Regions from separate parts of the Gossypium hirsutum genome. Here region 1 is linked to region 2. The links are chromatin contacts, called in public Hi-C maps. All regions are on one chromosome and are shown on one strand. Each heading gives the region's core, a stretch centred on a gene start, on an enhancer-like site or on the middle of the called end of the contact. The rest is flanking DNA. Distances are from core to core; before and after follow the strand shown.

What was found. Hi-C and Micro-C count contacts between places; a contact is called where the count stands out from the background.
Region 1: a Hi-C map of leaf shows a contact between it and region 2, with 2.6 times the contacts expected there. The contact joins the promoter of LOC121202973 here to the promoter of LOC107899261 in region 2. A contact is called at or near these places in 2 of 34 Hi-C or Micro-C datasets (both in leaf).

What each region holds. Positions count from the first base shown.
Region 1 is chrD04:43,679,546-43,683,134 of Gossypium_hirsutum_v2.1, reverse strand. LOC121202973 (UDP-glucuronic acid decarboxylase 1) reads right to left here and starts at 1,764. Exons shown (of 6, transcript XM_041091206.1): 1 at 852-1,764; 2 at 589-736; 3 at 416-495. The coding sequence starts at 1,511.
Region 2 is chrD04:43,510,222-43,514,068 of Gossypium_hirsutum_v2.1, reverse strand. It overlaps LOC107899261, which reads left to right and starts at 1,364. Exons shown (of 4, transcript XM_016824931.2): 1 at 1,364-1,764; 2 at 1,855-1,975; 3 at 2,086-2,420; 4 at 2,627-2,908. The coding sequence starts at 1,724. The coding sequence ends at 2,645.

The sequences.
Region 1 (3,589 bases), core at 515-3,014, 170 kb before region 2:
ACAGCAGTTCTCAACCTCGGTTTAGTAATAGTTTCTTTTAGCATATTACTAAAATAAAAGTGTAAAATCAGCTCCAACCTCTTCTATTGTTGACTGGTTACGGAAGCAGAAGCACAAATAAGCCACTACTTGGATCTATAAACCGACTAACCTATCATAATTCTCACCCACATTAAGCATCAAAGGTTATAATACTTACTCCCAAGTAATCTCTACATAATGCTTGAGAATAAATGTATGCTAAACAGTACTTACAAAGATTCCAGGATGTGGTAAAAGATATTAGAACATGATAGCTATAAATATTAGAAGATGATCATTTCTAGAGAGGTGCTCGATACCCTGTTATATGTATTGTACATAAATCAAACGTGCCAACAGAATTCAACCTACAAGCAAATCAAGAAAACCATACCTCGACACCGGCACCTCGATGATAATCCATAGCTAAGGTTTCAGCTGTCCTTTTCCCTTCATCATAGCAACTCCTCTCGCCTAACCAGATTAAGCCAAACGATAACAATAGACGACATGAATAGGAAAACAAGCAACCAAAACAAATAATTGTTGTAGCACTAGCTACTTTACCAATTGGATTGACATTTCCCCAATAGGTCTCTTTCTGTGGATGCTGAAGCGGATCGCCATAAACCTCACTCGTGCTTGTCAGCAAAAACCTAGCCCCAACTCTCTTTGCAAGCCCCAACATATTAAGCGTACCCATCACATTTGTCTTGTAATTCACTAAGTCAAAGGATCTCAAATTGACATAAACATGACAGAAACAACATTAAAATCCAGAAAAATAAATATGGTAAACCGAAATTGGCATAAACAATGGCAAAGGATATGATAGTCTTGACAGGATTGTATTTATAATGAACGGGAGACGCAGGGCAAGCTAAATGATAGATCTGATCCACTTCTAAGAGAATTGGCTCAACCACGTCGTGTCGAATGAGTTCGAACATGAGATTCCCGAAAAGATGAACCAAATTGTCTTTCCTCCCCGTGAAGAAATTATCAAGAACAATCACCTCATCGCCTCTAGCAATTAGCTTATCAACAAGATGACTCCCAACGAACCCAGCCCCTCCCGTGACCACGACCCTCATTCTCCGCCGTCCGATCCCAACAGGTACCCGCCCCACCTTTCCATAAACGGGCCTGTTCGTACCGGATGAAAAGGAAGCCAAGGAGTCTTGGTTATCGGAAACAACGGAGACGCCGGAGGAGACGGTGTTGTCCTTGGAGAAAGATCTGCGTATGGGGGAATGGGCATCGGTGGGACCCAAACGAGACAAACTGGGTTGTAGGATGAAAAAGGTGGAACCAATCAAAATGCCGATGAGGATAAAAAGAAGGCGTTGTTCTTTGAAGAGATAGTTAATGGATCTAGGGATAGATTTGGGGTGTTTTAAGGATTTGGGTGAATAAGGAGGCGTTTGTGTTGATGGGGTCTCCTCATCCGGCCTATGGTTCATGCTAGATTGCTTGTGCAACTGTTTCATGGCTTTTTTATTTCTTGGTTTTCTTGTTCTTTCTAGAGGGGGAGAAATGAAGGAGCCTTTAGAATAATTTGTTTTTCCTTTTGGATTTTTTCATTTAATGGAGAGTTGAAAACGAATGTAGAAGGTGGAAGGCTGGAACACGTTTCAATGATTCACTGGTTTTTAGCACCAAACGTAACTGGAGATGGACGAGAGAGCTGGAGAAGGAATGTAGATAGAGAGAGAGAGGGGGTGGGGGTGGGGGGGAGGGGGGTGGGATGGGTCGTTTTGCTTAAAAGGAAACGTAGTCATATGATCCAAATTTTACTCATTTTATTTGTGGACGTACGCACACTCACCGAATCCATCAGGCCATCACCCAGGCCTACCCCAAATGCGTATTGCACCATTGGGCTGCAAACCCGATGCCTAAGTGAAGTAATCCCCGCCCCATTTCATGGCTCCAATTAAATGTTATTTTCTTGGTGTAAGTTGAAAACTATTGATTAAAATTTTGAAAAAAAATTATATTAACATGTTTTTAATTTGGTCACATAAAAAGTTTTTTACAATTTGGTCATTGTTATTAGAGAATTCTCATCAAACGGTTGATTATGCACACCACATCATCACTTTTTACTTTATTTTTTTTTTACCTCCATTACCGTTCATCATCTTCTTCCCCTTCATGCCATCCCCTACGTCCATCATTCTTCCTTTTTTTTTCTTCCTTAATTCGTAGCTTCCAACCACCGCACCATTCCTTCCACCACCCAACACTAATAAACTAAATTTAACATTATGCTTATATTTTTTAGATTGATTATTAAAAAATTGATTTATAATCCAATATTTATAACATAAATATTGATCACTATTGATAATTTCAATTTGTCACAATAATTTATATTAATTTATAATTTTTATAAAAAAATTTAATTAATCAAATCCATCACACATCTCTCACCTAATACTAACATTATTTATATTTTTAATTTGGCATAATGACTTATTTGACCTTCCAATTTAACAAAAAAATTCATTTTAGTCTTCCATTTAATTTTTCTTAACTCTTAGCTCTTAAACTTTTTTTTTTATCAAATCATCCCAAAATAGATGGAAAAATTAACATTTTTCAACTTTGTAGACTTGACATACATGTGGATTGGCACATGAATGACACATTAACATTTATTTATTTTTAAAATTTTAAAATCATTAAAATTATTTAAAAATGAGTAAAAACATATTTTTTAAAATTTAAAAAATCAATTAAATGCTGACATGTTATCATATGACAATCCATATGTATGTCATGTCTGTATAGTTAACAAACGGTAACTTTTTCAAAAATAATTCCGAAACTCTATGACCATAATTGGGATGGAATATAATTTTCATTAAATATTTGTCACAAGTTGGTTAATAAACTTGTGATAGTGAATGATTAAGTTTAAAATGTTAATTCTATCGCTAACTGTCACTAACTTATGATTGATAGTTTATATAATTTGATGGTATAAAATGACAAATCTTTGTGTCACCAGTGGCGGATACGGCTTCAACCCTTCTAAAATAGAAAATTTTTCATTTAAGTCATTTATAATTTATAAAATTTTAAATTAATAATGGTAAAATTGTACTTTAGCCTCCTAAAAATAATAAAAATTTGATTTAATCCTTTAAAAATCATAAAAAATATAGACTATTAAAATGACTAAATTACATTTTTACTATCGTAAAAATGTACAATTTATTTCCGCCCCTAAAAAAAATTTCTGACTCCACTACTATGTATCACTGTGAAGACTTTTTTCAACTAGTGAATGGAGAATAGAAAAGATGTGATTTTGATGGTGGACTTTTTGTAATATTAACTATATAATTTTTGAAATTAGTAAGAATAATTGAAAATATGATGTTTAGAAGTTTAAAGAAAGTTGAGGAGGATAAGGATGGTATTTTTTATGAGAGGATTGTTGAAAAATTTTGGGAAGGGGTTGTATGCAGCTGGGATTGGTACAAATAGATAGGAATGGAAACCCTAGCTAGAAAAGGGTTTTCTGACCCTTATTTTCAAGTTTTTGTAATTTTTCATT
Region 2 (3,847 bases), core at 115-2,614:
TTTTGTCTATTTCTACTTTTAAAAATTGGTCGGGATAAGGTACATGTGGCATGCCATGTGTCACTATCTAATTATTCTCTCAACCACGCTAACTTTTTATGGTACAAATGGACAAAAATTTTTAATAAAGGGCCAGTTTAGTCTTTAATCTAATATAAAATGACTAATTTACAACGACAAAATGCAATTTAAATCCTTGTACTTTTCACCTTATTTTGAATCTCATCTTGGGGTAAGATAGCTTGAAGATATAAAAAAACTAGTCCACTCAGGCATTAATTGATGGGCTCATTGGGTAAGAATATGAGGGTCAAATGGACCAAACTCGGGTTTACTAACCCTGCTTCAGTTGGGCCTCCTTTCCTTCAATGTCCGAGGTCCAGGAGATGATGATGAGTGTACTTAAAGCTGTAGGATTTGGGTATTCATATCCATCACAGGGAAAGATATGTTGGTACAGATAACATATATATATATATAAAGAAACAGTGTAAAATAAGTAAAACTGGGTTTGTTTGAGTGAAGTGAAAGCCAATTTCCCATTCTCTGGAATCATGTAATTATAATTATGCCATATGATTATACTCCATTTTCACTTTATTGCCCATGCCCATGCCTTTATTAATTATATAAGAATTGGGATAATTAAAAGAGAGAGAGAGAAGGAAAGAAAAAGATATATGAGGGGGATCACGTGACAGAAGCAGGTAGAAAGCCCGTGATGTTATTTCAAAATTTGAATGCTTGTAATAATAAATGCTACGCATGTCATATTATCTGTTGTTTCCTAGGGTATTTATTTTATAACATCTAATTTCTACGTTTGAATATACATCTTTGAGACAATTTTGATTGCTGTTTCCAATCATATCTAAAATTAAACCAAAATCGGAATAATGAATCCAAGATACTAAATGTGCCGTAAATTTGTAACTCTACTAAAAAAAGGTAAATTAATCTTTATTCATTGAATTAAAAAATAAATTGATCTATTTTTACTATTTAAACCTGTTATGTCAAACAAAAAAACCAAACAGTAATATGTTGCATGTCTCGTATATCTTATGCTGATATATAAAAACTTATTTTTAACCATAAAAATAAATGAAATTTCAAAAAAAAATTAATTTAATTGATCAAGTGCAATTCAATCCTTAAATAAAAATGGAAAAAGAGAGGAAGGTTGGACGTAAAAAAACCTCCTTATGCTAACGTAAAATACAAAATGGAATTAAAACAAGACTAATGAGATAAAAATAAAGAAATATAAATAAAGTTGGGGTTGAAATTCCATATTCTGTCTAAAATTTACAAAGATTAAATTACTTATATATATTTTTGAAGTATCTGATATTTTTACCGTAAATGGACACATTCTATAGTTCAGTGGATGAAATATATAAAGCCAATTGAGGGGACGACGGGAAAGAGTCCAAGCAAGCCTTGATCTTGGATTTCCAACACTGCTAGCTGACTGAGGTTTTTTTTTTTTTTGGATGGAGCCATCGGTAAAGATTCTTCTTTCCAAGTGGGAAACATAAACAAATTTCAAATTTTGAAACAAAAAAAAAAAGGTGAAAAACAAGAAGAAGAACACCATTGCTTACTGCAGGCTAAAGCTTACTTTTGTTGCCATTTTTTTGTACAATCTTCTTAGTCAACTCTGATCTGTTGTTGGTGACATTCAAGAATCGAAGTCATTGCAAGTTAAGATCAGTGTACAATGCAAATGGTTGCTTGCAACAAAGAAGACATCAAATGCAGGTGGGTTCTTCATTTTTCTTTTTCTTTTTCTTTTTCAAGTTGTGATTGTCGCCTGCTTCAGAATCTAAGGTGGGTTTCCTTGTGTTTTAGTGAAAAGAGAGTGGGAGGAGATGATGGGATGAGAACTGTAGAATGCTTGAGAGGGAGGCTCCTTGCTGAGAGACAAGCATCAAAGATTGCAAAACAAGATGCTCAACTTATGGAAAGTAAGGTCAGTTTTTTGATCTTTCAATTTGGGTTTTGAACATTTTGATTATGTTTTGAAGAGCAAAGATCTGAATTTTTTGTATGACGTTTGTTTTGTTGTTGTTGAATCTGCAGCTGCTAGAACTTGAGAACAAGCTGAAAGAAGAGACCAAGTTACGGAACAAAGCAGAGAAGAGGTTCAAGTTGTTGAAGAAGAAGCTTGAATCCCTAAAAATATTGCCCAATTTAGATGAATCAGAGAAGTCAAGTTCATCTGAGAGCTCTACAGTCTCTAGTGTTTCATCTGCAAGCAGTTCAGGTACTCAACACCCTCAAGATGCAGTCCCAGAAATCTTAAAAAATGTGGAGGGAAGTGCATCAGACGCCAATCCATCCATAAAAAGCTTTGAAATTTGTTCCAATGAAGAAAATTCAACTCCTCCAGGGACTAGTACTAAATCTGATACAAGGTACTCACTTTGATTCCCTCATTTCTACTCCTATCCCTAGTGTAATACACTATAATCAAGATCATTTAATACCATTCATTTGATCAGTTGTTCAAGCTTGAAAGCTTCAACAATGGAGATTAACATGATGAATGGAAGAAATGAGACTAGTGAGGATGATGAGTATGTTGATAACTCATTGGCATTAGTTCCTTTGAATCTCCCAGAAACCAAGGTAGCACTTGAGATAAACATAGAAGTGAGCAAAAGTATAGGTGAAGTTCTTGATAATCTAAGGCATGCCAGGGAAAGAATTCAGAGCACAATGGAAAGAAGACAAATGATTAGGGTTGGGGCCATCTTGAATTAATACATGTAAACACCAATTATTGTCCCATTTTAGATAATAAAACAGCAAGTGACAGATGTTTTGTTTGCTTGCATTGGAGCAAAATGGCATGACATATATAATGTAAAAGTGCATAATATATTAGCTTGTAGTTTGTATATTTATATTACCTTGATAAGATTAGTTTGTTGGTGGTAAAAGGTTCCCTTTCATAGCATGTGAGGTAGGGGATGTGAGTACATTGAGTTGGCCCCCAAAGTTTGGCCACATCAACTTTTTCATATCCTCCTCCACTTTAGCTCACAAGTGAGGTGAAAATGGTTGGATCAGATTTCAGGGTCGCATTTGGGTCACTCTTATTTTAAATAACTTTGTAATGATTTCATCACTAGACTACTTTTTCTTTACAAAACAAAAAGAAAACAGGGTTGAGAGAGTGTGCCTCTTATGGTTTCCCTCCATTGCCTTGGCTCTTGTTTTGTTTACTCACTGGTGTCACATAATCAACTTGCAGTCTAAAGTGGTTGGAAAATCTTAGCAATGCTTACAAACCAATTCTTGAAAAGCCCAAAACAATGAGAGTGTAATAATGAAGTATAGGCTTAAACCTTGTTTAAGCAAAACAAAAGTGATGGATGGAAATCCGACAAACATGAATACACGTATTCCCTCGCCTCGTCTATTATTGCAGTCTGGTCGGTGCCAGGATTCACATGCACCTTATCACGTGTTTCATTTCACTCGTCTACTATTTCATATGTTGGAATCAATTTTGAGGATATAATAACTATAACCATTTTGCACTGATGAATATCATATATTTTATTTCTACTTCTTTTTAATGTCTTTCGATTTTTATTTATAAAAAAAATAGTATGTTTGTAAAGATACAACTACCCAACACATATATCGATTTGAATATTCACAACTCTTAATTATATATATTTTTAATAATCAACATCAATTGTTGCTATTAAAATATAATAAAAATTTTGGAATTTTTTGAGGTATTTTTTTATTTTTTTAAAAAAATGAGGAGGCATTAATTGGGGGTTGAGGGATGACTTAAAAGTGAGAAGGGCTAAACCCGAAGATCCAA